Regions from separate parts of the Capra hircus genome. Here region 2 is linked to region 1. Evidence: chromatin contacts called from public Hi-C data. All regions are on one chromosome and are shown on one strand. The core of a region is the stretch at or near the end of the contact, and the rest is flanking DNA. Distances in the headings are between cores, read along the strand shown.

What was found. A called contact is a pair of places that touch in the nucleus more often than the background predicts.
Region 2: a Hi-C map of blood shows a contact between it and region 1, with 7 times the contacts expected there. The contact joins two enhancer-like sites. A contact is called at or near these places in 2 of 5 Hi-C or Micro-C datasets (blood and liver).

What each region holds. Positions count from the first base shown.
Region 1 is chr16:269,776-275,676 of ARS1.2, reverse strand. No RefSeq gene overlaps it. Among named protein-coding and RNA genes, the nearest start is that of ADORA1, 21 kb to the left of the region's middle. Within about 2 kb of position 1,261, at least 1 of the 5 cell types and tissues checked has an H3K27ac peak or open chromatin away from gene starts, as enhancers often do.
Region 2 is chr16:375,660-381,044 of ARS1.2, reverse strand. No RefSeq gene overlaps it. Among named protein-coding and RNA genes, the nearest start is that of CHI3L1, 23 kb to the right of the region's middle. Within about 2 kb of position 1,709, at least 1 of the 5 cell types and tissues checked has an H3K27ac peak or open chromatin away from gene starts, as enhancers often do.

The DNA of each region.
Region 1 (5,901 bases), core at 12-2,511:
GCTCAGGGCAGCACGTGGATCTGCTCAGAGAAGGGATCTAGATGCAGAAGAAGCTGCCCAGCTCAGCCCTGTTGCCTGGGGCTCAGGGTCCCCCTGCTGGCAGCCCAAAGCCTGGGTGTTGCTTGACGAGCTGCGGAGGGCTGGCTTCCTCACTGGGCCTGCTCTGAGCTAGGGTTCCTAAGGCTGGGAGGAGGCTCAAGGCTAGGGGGATGATTCAATGCACTATAAAAGGCTTCAGGTGGGATGCTCCATGGTAAGACAGATCAGACCTGTGGGAAACAGCCTATGTCTAGTCCCTTCTTACTCCAGGCTTTGACTAGGATCTCCTCTGGAGAGCCCACCCAGAGGGAATGAAGAGACTGCTCTCCTTTATTCTTCTTTCTCCAGGCAGAGCCATTTAAAGCAGCCCCAAAAGATGGGATGATTCCTACTTAGCAAAATCTTAGATTTTCTAGCTTCTTTTACTTTCTCACCCCACCTCATCCAGCAGCTGTCAGTTCCAATGGTGAGAAAGGCTAGCTTAGATGCATCCACCTCTTATTTCTCCTGGAAATGTGGGTCTGCTGGCTTTCTGCTGGATATTTTGTTAACTCAATCCTCCTCAAGGGTTATGAGTTTATTTGTAATGTCAAAAAAAATTGGCATCAAATTTCACTTCTATCCCTTCTTAGTGTCTGACCTTGAGCACATTGCTGAATCAAGAAGCTTCATTTCTCTCACCTATAAAATAGGCCTTACTTTCATAATGGGCTGTTGGGATGATTCAGTGATATATCATAAAATCAATAGTACTATGCATATAGTGACTTCAGTAAATATTATTATTATTTTTAAAAATTTTATTTTTACTTTATTTTGCTTTACAATACTGTATTGGTTTGCCATACATTGACATGAATCAGCCACGGGTGTACATGAGTTCCCAATCCTGAACCCCCCCTCCCACCTCCCACCCCATATCATCTCTCTGGATCGTCCCCGTGCCCAGCCCCAAGCATCCTGTATCCTGTATCGAACATAGACTGGCGATTCATTTCTTACCTGATAGTTTCACAATTCTTTTACCTTTCTTATTTTGTCACTCTACTTAAGAGGAATGGGGTGAGGGGTACAGTAGGCAGGTAGGACTTCTGGAAAGAAAAGTGTGGAGATCCCAGTAGTGTGCTTGATATGTCCACGATCCAGCCGCCTCCTTGTGCTCCGACCCCTTGTCTGCCAGGGGAGGGGTGGCAGCTGCTCCGTCCACCTGCCCGGGCCCTGATCCAGCCAAGGGACTGGCTGCTGCTGGAATGGCCCAAATGTCCTGTGTTTAGAGCTAGGTAGAGGACAGCTGAGGATGGGGGAGAAGGATGAGGGGGCAGATAAGGAACACTCTTCTCTCTCATTATGTCCACCTATCCTGCAAATTTGTAAGCTTTCCAGGTCAGCCTGGGACCTCTGACCTCCACCCTGGGGGTAGGACCAGAGGAGTTCCCCCTCTTTTCCTCCCTTGTTCTCTGCCCTCTCTCGCCTCCTCCCTCATGGCTAAACCCACTCACCCCACTCCCACGCCCCTGCTCCCTCCCCTTCCCATGTGCTGCTCAGCTGTCACTGGCCCTAAGCTAGGCACTCTGCCTGCCTGTACCCCTTATGAATCGCCACCATTCACACGTTGGCTCCAGAGTCTCCATCTGTCTCACTGGGTCTGAACAGTAGGGCTATGTGGCCTCATCTGTTGTCCTCCATCTGGAATCCAGGGCAAGAGACTAAACTTCAAAATCCCCAACTTTCACCTGCCAGGATTGAGGTAGGCAGCACTGGCTGAAAGGCAAAGTCTGAGTTAGGGGCACCCTTATCTCCTGGAAGAGCAGGCCTAGTTCAAGACCCACCGACACTGACTGAAACAAACTGCAAATGCAGTGTGAAAAAAAGCAAGAAGCCCACTCTTCTCAAAAGGATACTTGCATATTTAATAGCATTCTTTTATTACATTTCATTTATTTGTAGCCAGGACCTGAGTCAGGGGTTTCAGTGTACAATGTAAACAGAAAGACACACAGTGGCAATATTTTTAAAATTAATTTTTTTGTTATATAAGCAACATGTAAATGTTCTTCCCTTGAATAGAAAAATGAAACCATTGCATTTCAGATTCAGACTCCCTTTGATCAGTCTCCTAAATCCAGACTATTTCCCTTCAACACAGGTAACCACTGTTACCAGCTTGAATATATATTTGCCTAATATATACATAGAAAATATATAATTCTGTCATGTAGACTTGGATTTTGCTATTATTTTTTACATAAATTGTAAACCACAAATATTTCGCAATTAAATTCACTAAAAAAAGGTCTTATCTAAACCAGTACATATAGATTTACATCATGATATTCTTCAAATAGACATATCATGGTTCATTTAGCCACCTCCTTGTTGACAGACATCCAGGTTCTGTCTTTTTCTCTCATTATAAACATTGTATTCTGTCACATGCTTGAGCCTTCTCCAACCTTGTCCTGTCTGGTCTTATGTTCCCTCCCCTTGTGAAGTGGAAAATTTATCATTTATACTGTTTTAAGGATGCAAAAATAGTAAAAGTGTCCTTAAGAACTCTTTATAACACATTTTTAGTAATTTAAAAACCGTGGGTCCCATTAAGATGATTTCTACATCCAGCTGGGGAAAATCACTGCTCTAGGAAAGAGAGTGCACCCAAGGAGGTAGAAGGAGTTTCAAAAGAGAATAAAGAGAGTAGAAAGGGAAAGAAAGTGAACAGGAAAGAGTAAGAAAGAGAAAGATGTAAAAGAATATGTATGCAATAGCGCTCTCTGCAACAGAGTAAAACTGGAAATGTCTAGCAGAAAAGAGACAAGTAAAACTTGTCATATATATTCACCAGAATATTATGTAGCATTAAAATAACAATTTGAAGACTGTGTAAGAGTATGAAAAAACTTCTGATATTAAGTTTAAAAGTAATCTCTGGAACATTTCACCCCAAAACAATGAATTTCACCTTTTTCTCAAGTGCACGTGGAACCTTCTCCAGGATAGATCACATCCTGGGCCATAAATCTAGCCTTGATAAACTAAAAAAAGTTGAAATCATTCCAAGCATATTTTCAGATCACAATGTGGTAAGATTAGATGTCAACTACAGGAAAAAAAAACTATTAAAAATTCAAACATAAGGAGGCTAAACAACACGCTTCTGAATAACCAACAAATCACAGAAGAAATAAAAAGAAATCAAAATATGCATAGAAATGAATGAAAATGAAAACACAACAACCCAAAACCTATGGGATTCAGTAAAAGCAGTGCTAAGGGGAAGGTTCATAGCAATACAAGCTTACCTCAAGAAACAAGAGAAAAATCAAATAAATCAAGTAAACCTAGCTCTACACCTAACGTAACTAGAAAAAGAAGAAATGATGAACCCCAGGGTTAGTAGAAGGAAAGAAATCATAAAAATTCGGGCAGAAATAAATGGGAAAGAAACAAAGGAGACCATAGCAAAAATCAACAAAGCTAAAGGCTGGTTCTTTGAGAAGATAAATAAAATAGACAAACCATTAGCCAGACTCATCAAGAAACAAAGGGAGAAGAATCAAATCAACAAAATTAGAAATGAAAATGGAGAAATCACCACAGACAACAAAGAAATACAAAGGATCATAAGAGACTAGTATCAGCAATTATATGAAAATAAAATGGACAACTTGGAAGAAATGGAAAAATTCTTAGAAAAGTATAACTATCCAAAACTGAACCAGGAAGAAATAGAAAATCTTAACAAACCCATCACAAGCACAGAAATCGAATCTGTAATCAGAAATCTCCCAGCAAACAAAATCCCAGGACCAGACAGCTTCACAGATGAATTCTACAAAAAAATTTAGAGAAGAGCTAACACCTATCCTACTCAAACTCTTCCAGAAAATTGAAGAGGAAGGTAAACTGCCAAACTCATTCTATGAGGCCACTGTCACGCTAATACCAAAACCAGACAAAGAGGCCACAAAAAAAGAAAACTACAGGCCAATATCACTGATGAACATAAATGCAAACATCCTTAATAAAATTCTAGCAAACAGAATCCAACAACATATTAAAAAGATCATACATCATGACCAAGTGGGCTTTATCCCAGGGATGCAAGTATTCTTCAACATTTGCAAATAGATCAATGTGATATACCACATTAACAAATTGAAAGACAAAAACCATATGATTATTTCAATAGATGCAGATAAAGCCTTTGACAAAATCCAATATCCATTTATGATTAAAAACCCTCCAGAAAGCATAGAAGGAACATACCTCAACATAATAAAAGCCATATATGATAAACCCACAGCAAACATTGTCTTCAATGGTGAAAAATTGAAAGCATTTCCCCTAAAGTCAGAAACAAAACAAGGGTGACCACTCTCACCACCACTATTCAACATAGTTTTGGAAGTTTTAGCCACAGCAATAAGAGAAGAAAAAGAAATAAAAGGAATCCAGATTGAAAAAGAAGACGTAAAACTCTCAAGTTTGCAGATGACATGATCCTCTACATAGAAAACCCTAAAGACTCCACCAGGAAATTACTAGAACTAATCAATGAATATAGTAAGGTTGCAGGATATAAAATTAACACACAGAAATCCCTTGCATTCCTATACACTAACAATGAGAAAACAGAAAGAGAAATTAAGGAAACAATTCCATTCACCATTGCAATGAAGAGAATAAAATATTTAGGAATAAATCTACCTAAAGAAACAAAAGACTTATTATAGAGAGCTATAAAACACTGATGAAAGAAATCAAAGATGACAAATCAAATAAATGGAGAAATATACCATGTTCATAGATTGGAAGAATCAATATAATGAAAATGAGTATACTACCCAAAGCAATCTATAGATTCAATGCAATCCCCATCAAGCTTCCAATGGTATTTTTCACAGAACTAGAACAAATAATTTCACAATTTGTATGGAAATACAAAAAAACTCGAATAGCCAGAGCAATCTTGAGAAAGAAGAATGGAACTGGAGGAATCAACCTGCCTGGCTTCAGGCTATACTACAAAGATACAGTCATCGACAGTATGGTACTGGCACAAAGACAGAAATACAGATCAATGGAACAAAACAGAAAGCTCAGAGACAAATCCACACACCTATGGACACCTTATCTTTGACAAAGGAGGCAAGAATATACAATGGAGAAAAGACCATCTCATTAACAAGTGGTGCTGGGAAAACTGGTCAACCACTTGTAAAAGAATGAAACTAGAACATTCTGTATCACGATACACAAAAATAAACTTAAAATGGATTAAAGATCTAAATGTAAGGCCAGAAACTATAAAACTCCTACAGGAAAATATAGGAAAAACACTCTGTGACATAAGTCACAGCAGGATCCTCTATGACCCACCTTCCAGGATATTGGAAACAAAAGCAAAAATAAACAAATGGGACCTAATTAAACTTAAAAGCTTTTACACAATGAAGGCAACTATAAGCAAGGTGGAAAGACAGCCTTGAGAATGGGAGGAAATAATAGTAAATGAAGCAACGGACCAAGAATTAATCTCAAAAATATACAAGCAGCTCCTGAAGCTCAATTCCAGAAAAATAAAAGATTCAATCAAAAAGTGGGCCAAAGAACTAAACAGACATTTCTCCCAAGAAGACATATGGATGGCTAACGAACACATGAAAAGATGCTCATCATCAGTCATTATCAGAAAAATGCAAATCAAAACCACAATGAGGTACCATCTCACACAAGTCAGATTGGCTGCTATCAAAAGGTCTACAAACAATAAATGCTGGAGAGGGTGTGGAGAAAAAGGAACCCTCTTACACTGTTGGTGGGAATGCAAACTAGTACAGCCACTATGGAGAACAGTGTGGC
Region 2 (5,385 bases), core at 460-2,959, 100 kb before region 1:
CACAGAGGTAGCTATAATGGCCATCTGAATAAAATCCACCCATTCTAGTACATTTTAGTTCACTGATTTCTAAAATGTTAATGTTCACTCTTGCCATCTCCTGTTTAACCACTTCCAATTTATCTTGATATGTGGACCAGTTACCTAATATTCCAGATTCCTATGCAATATTGTTCTGTATAACATCATACTTTACTTCCATTGCCAGGCACATCTACACCTGGGTATTGTTTTTGCTTTGGCTCCATCTCTTCATTCTTTCTGGAGTTATTTCTCCACTCTTCCCCCTTAGCAAATTGGGCACCACTCAGTTGTTCAGTCATGTCCAGCTGAATGCCTAAGCATACACTTTTGTACAGGATACTAATCCTTAAAGCTAGTTCTTGAAGCTTTGGGTTGAATCTTGGTCATTCTATTTGAATAAAATCTGCATAATCCACTTAACCTAATGATCCATTTTGTTGTGTCCTCACCCAAGGCTGTTTTGAGGGCAGGACTCAGGGAGGCAGTGAAGGATGGAGACAGGTATGGAGCCCTCACCCAAGGCTGTTTTGGGGGCAGACTCAGGGAGGCAGTTAAGGATGGAGACAGGTAGGGAGAGAGATGAGCTGACTCTTTGCATGGGTGCAAGCAGCACCAGATCCCTTGAGCAGTGACTTCCCTTTATCCCCTACCTGTGTGTGGGCCTTCTGAAATCTGCTCTTCTTCAGTCCAGAGCACAGGTCTGCTTTTGCCCATGTTCTTTCTGCTGAGGTCTCAACTGAGACTTAACTACCTGCTCAGAATGGAGTGTAGAATGGAAGTGTCCTTATGGTAGGGGGAGCACCAGGCAGAGCAGAGCTGACTTCCTGCCCCACCACCTACTAGCTGTGTGAGTTTAGGCGAAGAAATGGGAGCTCAGTGTCCTAGTCTGTCCTGCTGGCAGGGTGGGTGAGCGTTAAGCACACGTTAGCTGGATCAACGTGATCAGCAACGCCTCCCACCAGTCTCCTCACTGGGCTCTCTGCTTCTTGTACCTCTCTCAGCCAGTCCAACCTCCTCACTGTGACTAGTTTGATCTTTCTAAATTAGGAACCTAATCCTTTCATCTCCCATGCCCAAGAACTACCAACAACTTCTTCCTGTCTAAATCATAAAGTCTCTGTCAAGTGCCAAGACCTTCCATCAGGCCCTAGTCCCTCCTCCTGCTCTCACATCTCTCGTCCCACTCCAGTTTGGTTGCCGGGTACCCCAGTGGTCAGTGCTAACCTCAGACACGCCAGCTTCTCATAGAGGATCCCCCGATGTCTACCATCATATGTCTGTGTCTTCCTTTAACCTGAGCCCCTGCCCCATAGCAAATACTGCTTTAAACAAGACTGTCTCCATTGATCCACCAGTCTGCCCCGCCCATCCACCCCTCAGTTTATAAACTAGGCCTTTGAAGTCAGGTGCAAATGCTGCCTGAAATATTAGAATTTGCTTGTCTTTGAGCCGCACAGTTTATATAAAAAGGAATTTGGGGTCATTTATGCTTTCGTGGCTTAGCCCATGAATTGCTGTCAGACCACTCTTCCTAACAGCAGTGCCCGCTGGGAGCGCCCTAGAGGAGTTCCTCTGGTCTCCTCTCTGAGCACACTCTGAGCACTCGCCAGCAGGCCTCACATGCCTGCTGCACAGGTGAGTCCTCAGCCCCTACCCAGGCCGGGGCCCAGCTCTCTGGGTGGGCCACAGTGTCGCCCCAGCACGGCCTGCCTCTGAGTGTGCCACGCCTCGCTCGGAGCCACGGAGCCCGAGGCACTGTTGCCTTCATGTTGTTCCAGTGATGAAATCTGCCGCACGAGCAAGGAGTGTTTAAGATACGAATGCTCGGCGTCTTCCAGAAATCAGTCACAGGGCGCAAGGAAGCGGCATTACCAGGAGCTGTGGAGCGGCCCTGTGCCCCTCTTGAGGAGACACTCTTCTGGCCAGGCCTTGGTTAGTCGTTCCTTCTCCTTTGTTACAGTTTTACCAACTGTGTGTATGTTCCTGAATAAGATATTGCTTAGTCCAGCCATTTCTGAACTTTAAATAAATAGAAGCATACGTGTGGCGCCTTCTGGGGCCCACTGCTGTGCTTCCCAGAGCTGCAAGCTCTCCTTCACTGCTCTGCGGTATTCCCTCATGTGACCACACCACGGCGCACGCGTACCGCTGGCAGTGGGCATTTGGGGTTGCTTCCGGCTTTGGGCCAGTGTGGACAATACTGGTATGAACACTCTTGAGCATGACTTGTGATGAGTGTGCACAGGGTGTCTCCAGGACTTGACAACACCTGAGGCATGTTGAGCATGACTTCTGATAAGTGTGAGAAGTGTGTGTCCAGGACTTTTTAGGACCTGAGGCCTGTTGAGCATGACTATTGCTGAGAGTGTATAGAGTGTGTCCAGCACTTGATAGGGCCTGAGGCATGCTCAAGTTCATTTTCACTGGGTGCTGGTGAATGGTTTTTCAAAGTGATTATACAAGTTTTCCCCCCATTGAAAAGTTTACATTTCCTTCTATCCTTTCTACCAATCCAGGAGGTGCAAATAGGTGTCTCACTGTGGTTTAGATCGCATTCTCATGACTCCTCACTATTTCACCATACTTTCCTGTCATAAGCTATTTGCATTATTCTTCTGTGAGCAGAGTGAGTGTCTCTTGCCCATTTTTCTGTTCGGTTGTTTGTCTCTTTCAAATTAATTGCATGAGTTCTTTACATATTCCGAACACAGATCCTTCCATCTTTACAAATCTGACTATGTTTTCTCCCAGTTTGAGGTCTGGCTTTCCTTCTTCCTGTGTGCGCTGGCTGCTCAGCTGTCGAACTCTTTTTGCCCCATGGGCTGTATGAAGCTAGTCTCTTCTGCTCACGGATTTCTCCAGGCGAGAATACTGGAGTGGGCTGCCATTCCCTTCTCCAGGGGATCTTCATGACCCAGGGGCCAAACCCGAGTCTCCTGCATTGCATGCAGATTTTTTAGCATCTGAGCCACCATGGAAGCTCCATATCTTGGCCCCCCAACTTGGTAGATGGGACAGTAAACCCTTTTGTTTTCTGTTTCAGGAACATCTTGGCTATTCGTAACTCGTTCCATGTACATGTTAGAATCATTTTGCCAAATTTCATTAAAAATTCTGTTTAGATTTTAATATGAACTACATGGAATTTATAGGCTAGTTTAGGGAGAATTGGTATTTTTATTGTTTCCTATTCTAAAGACATGGTATATCCCTTTATTTAGTTTTATCTTCTAAAAGTAGCTCAATAAAATTTTGCAATTTTCTTCATAAAGATCTTATATATTTCTTATGATACTTATTCCTAGGTTTTTAATTTTTGAGAAATTTTATCCTTTTTAAAAATTAAAGTTTTTCATTAATTGTTGCTAGTGTATAATAATGTCAGTGATGTTTGGATATAGATGTTATGCTCAGAAATTTTTCCAACCTTCTTGTTAATTTCAGTGATTATTCTGCAAAAAGTTCTATGTAGACAATCATATCGTCTCCATGAATGTTTTGTATATTCTGAACCTTATGACTTTTGTTTAATTTTCTTGTTGTCTGCACCTCCAGTACAGTGGTGAATAAAAACAGTGACAGTGGTCATCTTTATTTTGTTTCTGGCTGGATAGAAGATGTTCACAACAGTCAATCTTAAGTATGCTATTTATTGTAGGGTTCTTGTAGATCCCTTTTATAAGACAAAGGAAGTTTCTTTCTATTCCTACTTTGCCGAGAATTTTCATAAGAAGGGCCATGATGCAAAATAAATGAGTCACCAGTATGAAAGGTACAGTGTCAATAACAATGTTGTCTCTTTGTGTGGGGACATATCATAACTAGACTTACTATATGACCATTTTAAGATATATGGAAATATCAAATCAGTATGTCACTTAATGGGAACTAAATTAGTGTTGTCGGTCAATTCTACTTAAAAAACTCCCAAACAAACTCACAGAAAAAGAGTTCAGATTTGTGGTGTGGTTTTCAGGGGCAGGGCCTTGATAAAATGGTGGAGTAGAAGGGTGTGCTCTCATCTTCTCCTGTAAGAACTCCAAAGTTACAACACGCTGCTGAACAGCCATCAACAGGAGAATGTTGGATCCAACCAAAAGATACTCCACATCCGAGGGCAAAGGAGAAGCCCCAGCAAGAAGGCAAGAGGGGCAAAATCAAGTTTAGAATCAAACCCCATACCCACCAGAGACACTCAGAGGGCTCAAACAAAACCTAGTGCTCACCAGGACCCCACAGAGACTGAGCCAGGCCTGCCTTTGAGTGTTTGAGAGCCTCCTGCAGAGGTGCAAGTCAGCAGTGGCCTGCCACATGGGCAGGGCTCTGGGTGTGGCAGAGCTGGATCACACAGCGTGTGGCACAAGCCTCTTCAAGGAGATCACCATCAGCCCCACCATAGAGCTGCCAAGCAGACACCCCACAAACTGCAGAACGGTTATCCCAAATAAATTCTCGCACTGTTAAGAAAGTTCTGGGATGCACACCTGACTTCCCAACCTGGAGATCTGGCAAAGGGACTGAAAATTCCCAGGGAATTTGGCATTGGAGGCTGCTGTGATTTGATTACAGAACTTACACAGGACTGGGGAAACAGGCTTTTGGAGAGCACAAACAAAACCTTGTGCACACCAGGGCCCAGGAGAAAGGAGCAGTGAGCTCACAAGAGACTAACCCAGACTTGCCTGTGAGTGCCCAGGAGTCTCCGGCAGAGACATGGGTCGGCAGTGGCCTGCTGCAGGGTCAAGGGCACTGAGCTCAGCAGTGGGTGCAGGGGACCTTCTGAAGGAGGTCGCCATTATCTTCATTACCTCCACCATGGTTTGGTCTCAGGTCAAACAACAGGGAGGGAACACAGCCCCACCCATCAACAGAAAATTGAATTAAAAATTTACTGAGCATGGCCCTGCCCATCAGGACAAGACCCAGTTTCCCCCATAGTCAGTCTCTCCCATCAGGAAGCTTCCATAAGCCTCTTATTCTGATCAGAAGGTAGACAGAATGAGAACCACAATCACAGAAAACTAATCAAACTAATCACATGGACCACAGGCTTGTCTAACTCAAAGAAACTATGAGCCATGCTGTGTCAGGTCACCCAAGACAGATGGGTCAAGGTGGAGAGTTCTGACAACACATGATCCACTGAAGAAGGGAATGGCAAACCACTTCATTATTCTTTCCTAGAGAACCCCACAAAAGGCAAAAACATAGGACACAGAAAGATGAACTTCCTGGGTTGGTAGGTGCCCAATATGCTACTGGAGAAGAGTGGAGATAGAACTCCCGAAAGAATGAAGAGATGGAACCAAAGCGAAAATAACTTTGTGAATGTGACTGGTGATGGAAGGAAAGTCCAATGCT